Regions from separate parts of the Mus musculus genome. Here regions 2, 3, 4 and 5 are each linked to region 1. Evidence: chromatin contacts called from public promoter capture Hi-C data. All regions are on one chromosome and are shown on one strand. The core of a region is the stretch at or near the end of the contact, and the rest is flanking DNA. Distances in the headings are between cores, read along the strand shown.

Region 1 (2,700 bases), core at 155-2,654:
CGGTGGTCAAAGAGGACTCGCTGCTCCTGCAGAAGGGCTGAGTTCTGTTCCTGACACCCATGGCAGGTGGCTCACACGCATCTGAAACTCTAGCTCCAGGGGATCCTGTGCCCTCTCTGGCCTCCTCGGGCAGGAGGGCACCTATTATACTGTTCTCATCCATGCTGGGCTGCCCACCTGCCATTACCACACACGTCATCCTCGCATCTGTCCTTCCAGTGGTATGGTAGTTTATTTCTGAAAGTAGAAAATCTCAAGAAAGAAAGACTGAGGAAAAAATAAGTATTTTTTCCAAGGGTGTTTTTTGTTTTTGTTTTTGTTTTTGTGATTACAACAGAAGTTCATGGTACCATTCAGTAATAGTGGGGGAAGAGGGCAGGCGTGCCCCACATTGGCTGATGTGGCATGAGGGACTCCTAAGAGGCAGGCTTATTTCTGATTTTGTCCTACTAGCAGGGCAACTACCCCCAGCCAACTTCATGTGTAATATGCACAGATAGACTCAAGAGCTAACCCTAAGTCTGCATGCTTCAGGAAATTCCGGGAACTTTTGTTAATCTTACATTTGAGGTTTTTCCTGTGTGGGTTGTGTGAGTGAGTGAGTGTGTGTGTGTGTGTGTGTGTGTGTGTGTGTGTGTGTGTGTGTGTGCTGCCACTCCAACATGGAAGCCAGACAACAACTTTTGCCAGTTAGATTTCTTTCAACCATGTGAGTCTGGAGAGTCAAATTCAGGTCAGGTTTAGTGGCAAGCATCTTTGCCATCTTATGGGCAATAAATAAATAAATAAATAAATAAATAAATAAATAAATAAATATTACTGGGGAAGGCAACTTTGTTGGTCTTGATGGTATAGTCCTATCATTCCAGCTATTTGGGATGCTGAGCCAGGAATAGGGTGTTCCAAGTCAGACTAGGTGTCAGAGTGAGTTCAAAGACAGCCTGGACTACAGGTGAATTCAAGGCCAGCCTAGGCAAAATTGGTAGATCTCCCATCCCAAAATAAGAGACTGGGGGTGTTCCTCAGTGGTAGAACTTGCTTGGCTTGTGTGAAGCGCTGGGTTCCACCCATACTACAAAATCATGCTGCAAGCTTCAATAGCCTCTAAATGTGAGTTAGGGTGGCGTAAAAGCTGCATTATATTAGACTCAAAATAAAGATAGGGAAGGAAAGAATAGGAAAAAAAAAAAAAAACAAAAAACAAAAAACCAGAAGAGGAGCTGCTGGGTTTCTGAAGAGGTGACAGTCATTGGACTTGTTGCTGTCACCAGGAGTGGCTCTTTTTGGCTGCTGGATCCGGGCCAGCCCAGGCGATAAAACCCTCAGGGCCTGTTCCCCTGCTTTTGGGTTTCCTTCCTTCTATGCAGACCGCTAGGGTAATAGGAGCTGCTGCCACAAGCTAAGGCCATGGCCACGGCACCCGGGGAGCGACTGCAGGAGGAGGCGCGGTGCTCCGTGTGCCTGGACTTCCTGCAGGAGCCCATCAGCGTGGACTGCGGCCACAGTTTCTGTCTGCGGTGCATCTCGGAGTTCTGCGAGAAGTCGGACAGCGCTCAGGGCGTCTACGCCTGTCCCCAGTGCAGGGGTCCCTTCAGGCCCGCCAGCTTCAGACCCAACCGGCAGCTGGCCAGCCTGGTGGACAGCGTGCGGCAGCTGGGGCTGGGCACGGGACACGCGGGGTCGCGTCAGTGTGCGAGGCACGGTGAGGACCTGAGCCACTTCTGTGAAGAGGACCAGACGATGCTGTGCTGGGTCTGCGATACCAGCCCTGAGCACCGGAGCCACCGCACAGAGACGCTGCAGGAGGCTGCCAGCCGCTACCAGGTGAGCCTCAGCTCAGGTTCCCGTGTGGAAATAGGGAAAACACTGAGGCTGATGACCTTGGAATGTGAAGGGACATGTACCATACAGAGCCAAATGGTGCTATTGTATAAGTAGTAACTATTAACTCCCAAGCTCTTTCCTTCTCTGGTCTTCCCCTCTCCAACCCCCACCCCCTGCCCCCGTTCCCCGTTCCCGTTCCCCGTTCCCCGTTCTTACTGGCTCACATTCCCCGAAGCTGGGGTGGCTTTCGCCCCTGGGAACCCCGGGGTTGGGCATAGGCTAAATCCTGCCTCCTACTATAATGGGCCTCTGGTGTAGCACGTGGGAAACTCCCTTTGCTGAGCACAGACTCGGAGGGGTTTCCTACTGCTTCTTGCCTCTGTGTGTGTTATCTGGGCATTGGCAGAAGGCTGCTTTGCTCACTCATCTTCCTCTGAAGTTGCTGGACACATTTTAAGAACATTTACGTTTCCATCTTCCGGAACAACCAGCACAAGGGACACCAGCGTGGTTTTCCTTCCTTGACAAGCTTGACCACGGAGTTGCACAGAGCACTAACTTTCTTAAGATGTTTGCTGGGTTGATTTTCTCTAAAATTATAAATTAGGTGTTTTCCTCAACTCGTTGAAAAATCTCTCTTGATTTTACCACTTGCTTTCCTCAACTTGGTAAAAATTTGGGCACCAGTTATTTCCTAATCAGATTTAAAAATTATGATCCCACCTGCTTAAGTCCTGAAAATGTCACACAGACCTTGGCTAGCGATACATTTCTGATACTGTTTTCTACAAATATTCTGTAGGGCTTTTGTTTTCCTCGATTAAATGCCAAATAAACATCGTCTAGACCTCTGGGCCAATCAGCTGCAGCTGCCTA
Region 2 (2,700 bases), core at 43-2,542, 310 kb before region 1:
GAGCTAAGCAAGATAGAAGTCAACTTGAACTGTTATGTCTAAATTATTTAAACACACACACACACAACTTGGAAAAAGGCCAATAACCCTACAAGCCCTCCCCGCAATTGCTTGTGAGTTCATTATGGGTTTCTGCCTATATAAACTGACCCTGAAACGAAGTTCATGATAGTAGCATTCAGTTCCAGAGTCTAAGCTATGTCTACCGACCGTGGGGTGTGCATTCAATACACTATCCCTGTCTGACTGAGATTGATATTCCTGTGGTTTGTGGGGCGACTCCTGGACCCTAACAGGGACCAGCTCTGGAATTCCTTTCACTTCAGACTGTGGAACCCCGTCCTCCTCCATTCTCATGCCTCTAGAAACACCTAAAGACTCCTTCACAGATAGGAAGGCAGCTCTTGACTAAACAGACTCTTTACCGATTTACTAAACACGGGCTATGTTCAACAGAACCCAATGGGAAGAGAATTGGGCCCGGATACGTGTTTCATCTCCAGAAAAAAAGCCTGGGGCCCCGAGGCCGTCAGACATTTGTACCACGCAAGCATCCATCCTGCATCCCATCCATGGCTTCGGTCCGTCTTGCAAGCCACACATAGCACTGGTATCCAGACCACCCATGAACGAAGCAGGGAGCTCACTGGGCTAAGTTCGAGCCTCCTCCTCCCACTCTAGGAAAGTGAGCTAACAGTGAGATCCTCTGCATTCACGCGGTAGCCGGCGTCCCGTGAGGCCGGCTACTTAGCGGGAGAGATGGCGCCCGCTGCAGGTGTCGGGAGAGGTTCACCCACCTGTCTCGACCTAGAGTCCGCCGGATTCACTGAACCGAGAAAAAAGAAAAGAAAAGGAAAAAAAAAATCACTTTTGAAAAACGACTTCGTTTTTGTTAGCAATACCCAGATAGGAGCTAGCCGAAACCGGAAGTTGCATCACCTCCGGTCGCGCCAGGCAGTGACAGTCCTTAGCCCCGCCTCTGTTCCTAAAGCAACGATGGCCGCTCCCGCGTACGACACTATTGCTAGCATTTCTCGAATTGGGAGGGACTATCGATTTTCATCACCTGCTGTAGTTTTCCTCAGCAACTCTTACTCATGCATTCATTTTATTTAGGCTTGGTTGGCGGGTGAACTGGGAGCTAGGAAAGGCGACGTCGGATGTAGAGTAGCGCCATCTTGTACGGACCCTGAACGTTTAGCACGCCGAGCGTGAGCTTACATCGGGCAATACTTGTCAGAGAGGAAAAAAAAAAATAGCGTTTTTACGCGATGGCGTATTTCCGTTTCCTCTCTGCCAGGGCGTTTTTGGTTGGACGGTCTTGTTGCGGAGGGAGGGGGAAGATTGTTTGCTCCGTAGACGCTCCCCGTAAAGCAAGGTAAACTGAGGTAAAGCCGGGAAGGGGCATTTTTTTTTTCGCCTGGTTACATGGGATGGCTGGGACTCAGACGCTGGGTCCGCGGAAGAGTATGCGCTTGGAGCCTGGAGGCTCAGATGGCCCCCAGGGCTGGAGAGGCAAGGTTGGGGGATAGAAGGTGAATTGCAAAGCCGGACCGAGGGGGACGGGCTTGGTAGAAAAAGGGTGTGGAGGAGAGAGGGTGGGGCTCAGAGGGAAGTTTGGAAGGGGAGGGACTGTGGAGGGAACAGGGACGCGAGCAGAGTCGGACCTAAAGTCCTTGAGGCCGGAGGAAAGAAGTTGAGGTGGGGGACTGGTCGGATCTCGGGAGTGTGTGTTGGGAAACCAGTGGTATCTTGGGGAGACCCAGGACGCGGAGGAGGCTGCTGGCCAAGGTTCTGATGCTGACATCCTATGTAACTTGACCTTTGTGTCTCCTGCAGCTCCCCAGAGGCGCATCTCCCACCCTCTGCTTGGACTTAGCTTTCTCTCCATCTGCCACCACAGCCTGGAGGCGCTTGCCTCCACCCTCCCGAATGGTGCTCCTCTTCCCAGGCGTCGGCCCAGGATCCAGGCCCCCTTTGCTCCTTGAGTTGGAGCTGTTGCCGCTGGGGTCTCTTGGTGGGCTCCCCGTGGTGAGGTGTGAAGAACTTTTGCACAGACGAAGCTTTAGTTATAAGGACCTCCTCAGCAGTTCGAAGCTCAGCCTCTAACTGAACGCGAGGCCCATCTGTGCTGCTTCTCTTCGGCCTTTGAGAAGAGAAAGCCCTATTCTGTTCCATCCAAAGTCCAGGAAGCCTCAAACTGGGGCCCTGCTCCCAGCATGCCAGCCCTCTCTTGTGCATAGGGCTTTGCCCTCTTCCAGCCAGCATGGCTGATCTCAAAAAGGCTGCAGGGGGCCGGGAGACTCCGCAGGGGGAACTTCGGTCAGAGGTGGTAGAGGATGAGGGCCCTAGGAGCCCGGTCGCAGAGGAGCCTGGAGGAAGTGGAAGCAACAGCAGTGAGACCAAATTGTCCCCTAGAGAGGAGGAGGAACTGGATCCTAGGATACAGGTGAGAAGGCTGATGGAGGAGGTCAGAAGTCCAGAGGCCAGACTTGCTGAAGAGCTGTGGGATCAATGAGGCCTTAGACTCCTCTCTCACAGTGGGCTGGGGTGGGAAAGGGAAGCAGACATGTACATAAAACGTGGCGGTTCAGTGTGACAAGTGTGACAAGTGCTGATGGAGAGCAGGGACCCTGCCTGAGTGCTTGGGGCATAGAACCACTCATTGTTCTTCTTTCTGAATAAGCAAAAAGATTGCTA
Region 3 (2,700 bases), core at 63-2,562, 370 kb before region 1:
CAAGGCTCAGGGAACATCGAGGAAGAGGAGGTAGGAAGAATCCAAGAGCTGGTGAGTGTGAGTGACACCTCATAGCTGGGGGAGTTGCCAGCAGAAGACTGGCACAAGATCAAGAGAGTCAATATTGGAGTGGCTCCCTGGTGGAGGAACTTTTGGCAGTTGATGGTGCTGAGGGAGGAAAAAGTCATGCCCCTTTAGGGATATGGGTACCAGTACATTGTTCATGCCTAGGGCACACATCTATGCACTTGTAGGCTGCAGTCATGGATTCAGGACCTCATTAATAACAACGACAAAGGGTAGAGCTGCAGGTGGGTGGGAGATAGAGTGGGATCACCAGGAAGTGCCAGGCAGAGGCACTGGAAGGCACAGTAATAAAAGTTGTATAGTTCTATGAAATTTTGAAAGAATAAATAAAAAATAATACTTTTTTTTGAGACAGGGTTTCTCTGTGTAGCCCTGGCTGTCTTGGAACTCACTCTGTAGACCAGGCTGGCCTACGAACTCAGAAATCCACCTGCCTCTGCTTCCCAAGTGCTGGGATTAAAGGCATGTGCCACCACGCCCGGCTAAAATAATACATTTTTAAAAAGCTGTTATAGCTTTCTGACTCTCTTCTCTCTCTGATCCCTTTGTCCCCCTCTCCTCTTCTTCCTCACCCCCTCTCTCCATGTGTTCCTGGCTGGCTTTCTTCTTCTTCTTCTTCTTCTTCTTCCTCCTCTTCTTCTTCCTCTTTCTTTCTCTACCTCTACTCCCTTCTCAACCCCCTTCCCCATGTCCTCAAATAAACTCTATTCTATACTAAATATATATATAAAGCAATTATAACATGAATTAAAAGAAAGACAAGAGTCAGGTATCCCCAGTGCTACTAATTCAACATCTGCCATGAGATGGTAGCTCTGTGTAAAGGGCAGAGAAGGCAGAGCTCTGGGAGATGGGGCAATTGGAGGTGGAGATCAGAGTTAGGGTGTAGCCCCTCCACCCAGCATGCACTCTCAGGTGCTGCCTTCTCTTAGGAGACACCTCAAACCTGCTAGTCATGCTGGAACTTTCTCTCCTTATGCAGCTTTCAGAAGGGAAAGAACAGGTGCAAAGCTGGGGACAGAGGCAGCCCACAGTCACACAAGGTCGTGTGAGTTCACTCCCTGTAGGACATGAAGACACAGAGCCCAGGAGCTGGGCTTCATGATGGCAGAACTGAGGACCCACCCCCACCCAGAGGTGCCAGGTCCTGCTGAGCCACTGATGGCCACACCCTCTTGCACCATGCCTCTTCTTGCATCAGGATGAGAGCATTGCCCTGGATGTCACACAGAAGCATATGATCCCACTCTCTTCATCGAACTTCTCTGGCTTGTCAGCAGACCTGGAAAGCAAGGAAAAGCCAAAGGAGTCCAGCTTCATCTTCATTGAGAGTCATGGGCTCATGACAGAGGAGTACAGATGGCCACTTCCTGTCCGGAACTCTGACCTTCACTCACATTCCTCAACTCTGACAACTCTTACGAACTCTTACCCAAGCTCTGGCTCTGTGGACATGGATGCTACCAGCCCCAGGCAGGCTTCTAGGTATGAACCCCTTGCCTTCTTTCCCAGAGTGAAGATCCTGGAAATGACCTCTCTTAGCTTGTATGCCACCCTAGAAGGGGGTGCTTTCCCCCTCTGCCTGTGTCAGGTCCCTTTTGCCTGGACACAACATCCTAAGACTAGCTTTTGGATACCAGGGTACAGCATAGTGAGAGTTCTTCTGGGGTGAGTCCTCACTTCAGTAACTCAGGATGGTCCCATTTCTCCTGCTATTTCATTTGGAATGAGATGGTCCAGAATCACTTCAAGGAGGAAGGGCGTGTGTGTGTGTGTGTGTGTGTGTGTGTGTGTGTGTGTGTGTGTGTGTGTGCGCATGTGTGGTGTATTTTCTGTAATGTGCTGTGTTATGCATGTGTGCTGTGTGTGTTATGTATGTAATATGTGGCATACGTGCACTGTATGTTATATGTGATGTGTGTGGGTTTGTTGTTTTGTTTTGTTTCGTTTTTTTGGTGTGCTCTGTGCTAATTGGGTCTGAGACTGAACAAATGGTGTGAGCTGTGTGTCCCCTAACCCCAGCTGCTTTAGAGGCAACTCTTTGTTCTCCTGGGTTTCCATCCTCTCTCTCCTCTCTTCCCTGCAGGCTTAATCTCCATCCCCCCTCCGTCCATCATGATGTTTTTTGAGCTTCTGTACTGTGCATGCAGTGTAGGGCCAGGCTCCTGACCCACATAATGACCTCTTGAGCCTTCTCTGACTCTGACTCTCTCCAGGGGCAGGGCAGGGAGCAGTTCCCACAGGAGGAACGAGGGTTCTGAGTGGTCATGGTCTCTTTCTGTGTGCAGGGCACAGGCGATTCCCACACAGCCTTGTGGGGTAGGTGCAGGGGCAGACACAAGAGGTGCAGAAAGAGAAAGTCATGTTGCAAGGGCAGGGGCCAGTGCAGGCCCCCAGCATCCTAAGCGCCGACCCACAGTTCCTCATTCTGCTTTTGTGCTTCCTTTACTCTTGTGGGCTCTACTCACATAAATAGACTCAGGCCTTGGGAATACTCTGAGGACAGCCATCTCCTTCACCAACACCATTACAGCATTACAGAGGGATCCCCACCCTGGCTGTCAGACCCCCAATCAAAGAATAAACAGAAGCTGGGCATGGTGCACACCCAAA
Region 4 (2,801 bases), core at 243-2,742, 440 kb before region 1:
TATGGAGGCTACAGGACAACTTTGTCTGTCTTTCCTCAGAGGTTCTCCACCTTGTTTATTGACACAAAGTCTCTCACTGTAACTGGGGCTTACCAAATAGTCTAGGCTGGCTGGCCATCAGCCTATCTCCGTACTGGAGTTACTAGTACATATCACCACGTCTAACTTTTGACATGGGATCTGGAGGATTGAACTCAGGTCCCTGTGTGTGCACTGTAAGCACCTTACTGACTTCATCTCCCCAGCCTGTCAATCATCTATTGACCAAGTTCATCGATCAGGAACACTCCTGTGCAAGGGCATCTTGCAGAGTGCTGCCTGCTGTCATTTTCTGAGCGAGAGAAGTCACAGGTGGCAGAGACACTTAAAAATGAGATGACTTAGCAGGTAAAAGCACTGACTGCTCTTCCGAAGGTCCTGAATTCAAATCCCAGCAACCACATGGTGGCTCACAACCATCTGTATTAAGATCTGATGCCCAGGCCGGGAGAGGTGGCCACGCCTTTAATCCCAGCACTTGGGAGGCAGAGGCAGGCGAATTTCTGAGCTCAAGGCCAGCCTGGTCTACAGAGTGAGTTCCAAGACAGTCAGAGCTATACAGAGAAATGTCCTGTAACTCCGGTTGCACGGGTTCCAACTCTCTGCTCCGACCTCCGAGGCTCATGCACATGCACACCTATTGAAGGGAGGGATGGGGGAGGGAGGGAGTCAGGATGTTAGGGACAGTGAGTGAAAATGAAAGACCAGGTCAGTAAATGGCCTGGGGTGGGGGGAGCCCTGGGGGCATGGACTGTGCAAATGAGCACACACTTCCCATCAGCCACTTACCCTGCTAAGCAATTACACAGGGAAACTAGCCCATTCCCCTCTACCTGGGCACTCAGTGGTCCAGGGCATCACTGTACACAAAAAAAAAAGGAGAGGGGGAGGGGGAGAGGGGGGAGGGGGAGGGGGGAGGGGGAGGGGGGGAGAGTGTTTATTTTTATTTTTTGGTTTTTGTTTTGCTTTGTTTTAAATATTTTTCCTGAACTCAAGAGAAACCGGTGGGCAGAAGGAGACCACTTAAAGGTGGCATATTCTGCCGCATACTTTGATCCTGGGGAGACGACAGAATTGGAACAGGGCAGAGTAGGTGGAATTTCTGCCCCTGAGCTGAGTGGGCGGGAAGGAGCGAGTAGACAATGAGAAGCGACAGAAGCCCCAAGGAGCAGCAATGAAGGGCGAGTAGTTCTCCAAGGACCAAGTTCGCTGGGTCTCAACATGGTGCCATCATTAAGAGGGGCTCCGGAAAGGAGGTAGCAGGGTCAGACAAGGCAGCTCTGACCGAAGTCTGAATGGCAGGCTTCACGGGCAGACTTCTGACCTCTATACCTGGAATCTGGCCCAGTTACCCCTCTCTTTGAAGAAGAACGTGGCCTCTGAGTGCTAACTCCCGAAAACTAGCCATTTCTAGGAACTGAAACTGAAAGCTGTTCGGGCATCAGGCCCCGCCCCTTGGGGAGGAGGCAGGCAGGGCTCACGCCTAGAAGTTGGGGACTTACATCTGGGCCAACATAGATAGAGCAGGGTCTGAGAGGAAACCTAGGAGCTCAGGCTGCCCTTCAGCTGCTCCTGCCTCTTCTAATCGCTCTTCCCCACAGGACCCTGCCCCACCACACTTCTCTCTCTCCTGACCGTCCTGAGCCTGGATTGCAGCTTTGTAAGGCTTCTGAGCAGGTAGGTGAGGGGCTCCTGCTTGGCCTATAAACCTGCTCAGGGCAGGGGAGTCTGGGGTCAGGTGTTCCTCTGGGGCACCCTGTGCAGCAGGCACCCTCCTGCACTGTCTTCAGGATCGGAGTGCATGGTGTCTGGCTGAATCAAGTCCTTCCAATTCACCAGAGAGAAGCAGTGTGCTTCTTTTTTTACCTGGGTATCCCTGGGTTTGTGGGTCTTCTGAGGGAGCCTAGTTAAGAGAAAACAGGTGGGATTTTACTCAAATTCTCTTGGCCACTACTTCGATGACCCCTCAGGGGCCAGAGTCCAGGATCAGAACAGCCCACAGGTAATATTGGAACATTCTGGAATTGTGTAATGTGCATCTGTTCTCCATGTGCGACACGCAGGGGCTAGAACTCTGGCTTGGAAGGCTGGGTTCATAAGGAAACTTTTTGTCTAACTCTGTTGGGCATTATCTATCTGCCTTGGAGACGCTGGTTCTTCATCTGCCAGCATTTAATTTAATCTTTTGGAAGAGAGTATAACAAAATGCAACCCGACGGAACATAGTAACATAGGCAACCAATGGGCTGCCACTTCCACTGTGTATGTGACCTTTTTTGTGCAGGTGTGTGTGAGACTATTGCATTTGTGTGTGGGCCCGAGTGTCTGCTTGCCAGTGTGTATGTGTGTATAATCCAGAGGCTGACATTAGGGTGTCTTCCTCAGTCACTCTCCAATTTATTTCATTTTATTGAAATAGAATCTCTCAGTGAACCTCTTGGCTAGACTGACTGGCTGGCCAGCAAGCCCTCTGGGATCCTCCTCTGGACCTCCACCTCTCCAGCTAGGGTATTTTAGGCATGAGTATTGAAACTGGCTTTTATGTGGATGCCAGGGGTTCAAACTCCTGCTTGTGAGGCCAGTGCTTTCTTCATTGAGGCATCTCTTTCCCCCCCTTTCCCCAGAGTATTTAGAGAGATCTGGATCTTTATGGAGAATTGTAGTCAGCTTTAGATCAACCAGAAGCGTGACCAGGAACTGCTTTGTATAATTCAAGATGTCTTTCTTCTCTCCTTTCTTCCTTTCTTTTCTTTTTTCTTTCC
Region 5 (2,700 bases), core at 98-2,597, 260 kb before region 1:
CTTCAAGACCTGACTCAGGTTGTGCCTTCTCTACCAGGTGATTCTGATGTTTCTATTTAAAACTCAGACCCACACCCCCAATTGGGTGATACATTGACCCCGATCTTAATCTCTCTTTTGTTTGATTGAATATTTATTTATGTTCTGTCTTCCTCTTCAGAGAACATTTCAGGAGAGTAAAGGTCACAGACCCTCCCACATGTCTAGCCAGCTTGACATATGGAGGGTGTTCCAGGAGTGTCTAGGGAAGTGTGTGTGTGTGTGTGTGTGTGTGTGTGTAGAGAAGAGAGAGAGAGAGAGAGAGAGAGAGGGAGAGAGAGAGAGAGAGAGAGAGAGAGAGAGAGAGAGAGAGAGAGAGAAGAGCTGGGATAGGTAACAGAGGTATTTTTATTTATTATTTTTGAGACAAGCTCTCATTATGTAGCCTTGACTGGCCCAGAGCTTGCTATGTAGACCAGGCTGGCCTTGAACTAATAGAGATCTGCCTGTCTCAGCCTTCCAAATTCTGGGATTAAAGGTGGGTACCACCGTAGCAGGCTAAGAGATATTTATTTTTAAGAGTAAAGAACTTCTGAGTTTGAATTCAGGGTGTGGGCATTGGTGTGGGTACACTTATCAGTTTCATTCTTGGCAGAGTTTCTCTCTCTCTCTCTCTCTCTCTCTCTCTCTCTCTCTCTCTCTCTCTCTCTCTCTCTTTCAGGAAGCTACCCTGGCTGTTAGAGAAGGCAGTCATTCCTGCTGGAGGTCCCGGGGAGAGCCTGCTGTGGGTAACTTTCCCTTCCTGGCCCACTCATCATCCCATGCAGCTGCACAGTGCGCTTAGCTTTAACTTGGCTGGAAAAATTCTGAAACTGAGTCCAGTTAAGTCATTTGCCAAAAAGACTTGAGACTCTTTTCTTCTGTATGGTGTGGCCTTCCTGTGATCCATCCCACCCTGCCCTGTGACCTGCCATGGGAAAGCCTGTTACATCCCTCCGTCCATAGCTGGGATTCCTCATCTATAAATGAGGATTTTGCCAGAACTGGGAGTCGACTGTAAATCAGGCTGTTACTCAGAAATGCCAGTCCCAGGTTATGGAAGTGAGCCAGTAGGCTACAGCTGACATTGGAAGATGGTAGGAACACACTGTGTTCTCTCACACACTAAGGGGAAGGCTTGTACTTCCAATTCCTGCAAGTCTCAGAAAGAACACCACCTACACAGGGGCAAGGGTTAAGGGTCACTACAGTTGGGCAGGGCACCATCTAACAGCCCTAAGCTGGGGCTTGGCTAACAAAAAGGCCCCTCCCCAGAAGGCAGCTGGGCTTTTAGAGCATACAGCCACCTACTATATAAGGCCTCTTTCCACACCTGCTCCAACACATTGCCAAGTTCCATCTTCCTCCGGATAGTGTCCCTGGCTGGACCCAGAAGGTGAGGGACTCTGAGGTTGGAGCCTGCATCCTGGAGGTGGGAGTGGGGCACTCAGGGCACTCAGGCTTGCTCTGGCTACTGTTCAGGATGGTCTTGAGGTTCAGCGTTGCCCACTGCTGTCCCGATATCCAGATGGGCAGGCTGTGGCAGAGGTTGAGGCTGGGAGAGGGAGGTTGCTTGCATGGCATTCTGTTGTCTGTGTGGCACATTGCCTTTGAGCTCCTGCTTCTCCGGCAAATGGCAGCAATTTGGGAAGCATGCTACCTGACTGCTGAATGTTGCAAGTCAGGAAGGGCCCCGGAGATGGAGTTCAAGTGGTGGAGTATATGCCTAAGAATCAGGAAGTGCTGGGTTCCTTCCCTAGTGCCTCAGAGACTGGGTATGGTGGATGTCTGTCAGCCCAGAACTCAGGATACAGAGGCAGGAGCATTACAAGTTAAAGGTCATCCTGGATTACAAAGTTAGTTTGAGGCTAGCCAGGGCTACCTAAGACCCTTGTTCTTCCAGCCAATAGAAATGATTAACAGGCCTCATGTCCCACTACAGGATTGCCACAAGGCTCTGCCTCTCTGCTGTCTGCTAGCCAGGTCCTGAATTCTCTGGGTCTGGAGGTAAGACTCACTCACCATCAGGCTGGTGGTGGAGCTGAGGTGATCTGTGCTATGACTGTACTTCTATGGTTGCCTCTCCCCACATCTTTTATCTCTCTTCCTCTCCCCCTTCCCAGTAATTAGGTTTGAGAAGTCTTTTCCCCAGCTGTTGAGGTGCCAGGCCTGGAGAGGTGCCTTGGTATGTGAATGAATACGTAGTTCAATGCAGAGCTCGCATGTCACATACTCTAACCAAGACATATGCTATCTGTCTTTTGGGTTTCTAAACTTCATGGCCACTGGGGAAACGCGTTGGTCTCCTGTCCCTCTGACCAGGCTAGTTTTCTTTTCTTTTTCCCTAGTCTCTAATAAGTCAACCAGAAGGCCACACTGCTGTGTGCGCAGTGTGACGGGCTGTGTGTTTGAGCGGCCGTACAGGATGGAGCAGGAAAAGGGCTGTTTTTCCTGGAAAAGGCCAGCTCTTCCTCAGCCTGTGGCAGCTGTCATAGGAAGAGCCTGGCATGTGCCCTGCTTTGAGCCTGAGCTGCTTTTGCTATTCCTCGTGGTTGCATGTCTGGGGAACACGGCGACACCAGCCTGGCTTGTGGTAGCACTTTTCGGGTGCAGGGGTGTGGTGTTAGGAGTGCTCCATGGAATGGGAGAGTTCTGCCTGCCCCGGCTGGGAGCACCTGCTCA

The links. Promoter capture Hi-C pulls out the DNA fragments that hold promoters and counts their contacts.
Region 2: a promoter capture Hi-C map of the SN4741 cell line shows a contact between it and region 1, with 3 times the contacts expected there. The contact joins the promoter of Sh3bp5l here to the promoter of Trim58 in region 1. A contact is called at or near these places in 16 of 39 promoter capture datasets (the 3T3-L1 cell line, the C10 cell line, the HPC-7 cell line and 9 more), 1 of 15 datasets of contacts at CTCF or cohesin (embryonic stem cells), 9 of 484 Hi-C or Micro-C datasets (the Ba/F3 cell line, the G1E-ER4 cell line, the HL-1 cell line and 6 more), 21 of 115 datasets of contacts at active chromatin or transcription factors (the 230-238 cell line, the SCID.adh cell line, T-cell acute lymphoblastic leukemia and 11 more) and 5 of 9 other capture datasets (adipose tissue, embryonic stem cells, liver and 2 more).
Region 3: a contact with region 1 is called in a promoter capture Hi-C map of hematopoietic stem and progenitor cells, with 5 times the contacts expected there. The contact joins the promoter of 4930438A08Rik here to the promoter of Trim58 in region 1. A contact is called at or near these places in 14 of 39 promoter capture datasets (the 3T3-L1 cell line, the C10 cell line, cranial neural crest and 8 more), 6 of 484 Hi-C or Micro-C datasets (the AML12 cell line, the N1E-115 cell line, Th1 cells and 2 more) and 2 of 115 datasets of contacts at active chromatin or transcription factors (astrocytes and stem cell-derived neural progenitor cells).
Region 4: a promoter capture Hi-C map of hematopoietic stem and progenitor cells shows a contact between it and region 1. The contact joins the promoter of Igtp here to the promoter of Trim58 in region 1. A contact is called at or near these places in 14 of 39 promoter capture datasets (the 3T3-L1 cell line, HPC-7-derived erythroid cells, cranial neural crest and 10 more), 16 of 484 Hi-C or Micro-C datasets (CD8 T cells, the G1E-ER4 cell line, the HL-1 cell line and 7 more) and 1 of 115 datasets of contacts at active chromatin or transcription factors (large pre-B cells).
Region 5: a contact with region 1 is called in a promoter capture Hi-C map of embryonic stem cells, with 9 times the contacts expected there. The contact joins the promoter of Lypd8 here to the promoter of Trim58 in region 1. A contact is called at or near these places in 21 of 39 promoter capture datasets (the 3T3-L1 cell line, 3T3-L1-derived adipocytes, the C10 cell line and 12 more), 25 of 484 Hi-C or Micro-C datasets (the Ba/F3 cell line, LSK cells, the P5424 cell line and 17 more), 5 of 115 datasets of contacts at active chromatin or transcription factors (embryonic stem cells, fetal liver and stem cell-derived neural progenitor cells) and 4 of 9 other capture datasets (adipose tissue, embryonic stem cells, liver and 1 more).

What each region holds. Positions count from the first base shown.
Region 1 is chr11:58,639,061-58,641,760 of GRCm38.p6, forward strand. Trim58 (tripartite motif-containing 58) reads left to right here and starts at 1,405. Exons shown (of 6, transcript NM_001039047.1): 1 at 1,405-1,824. The coding sequence starts at 1,408.
Region 2 is chr11:58,329,415-58,332,114 of GRCm38.p6, forward strand. It overlaps Sh3bp5l (SH3 binding domain protein 5 like), which reads left to right and starts at 1,293. Exons shown (of 7, transcript NM_024480.5): 1 at 1,293-1,378; 2 at 1,840-2,449. The coding sequence starts at 2,267. It also overlaps a transcript of Zfp672 not described here.
Region 3 is chr11:58,273,516-58,276,215 of GRCm38.p6, forward strand. It overlaps 4930438A08Rik (RIKEN cDNA 4930438A08 gene), which reads left to right and starts at 1,313. Exons shown (of 7, transcript NM_001374705.1): 1 at 1,313-1,572. The coding sequence starts at 1,545.
Region 4 is chr11:58,198,064-58,200,864 of GRCm38.p6, forward strand. It overlaps Igtp (interferon gamma induced GTPase), which reads left to right and starts at 1,493. Exons shown (of 3, transcript NM_018738.4): 1 at 1,493-1,716.
Region 5 is chr11:58,377,685-58,380,384 of GRCm38.p6, forward strand. Lypd8 (LY6/PLAUR domain containing 8) reads left to right here and starts at 1,348. Exons shown (of 6, transcript NM_027339.2): 1 at 1,348-1,414.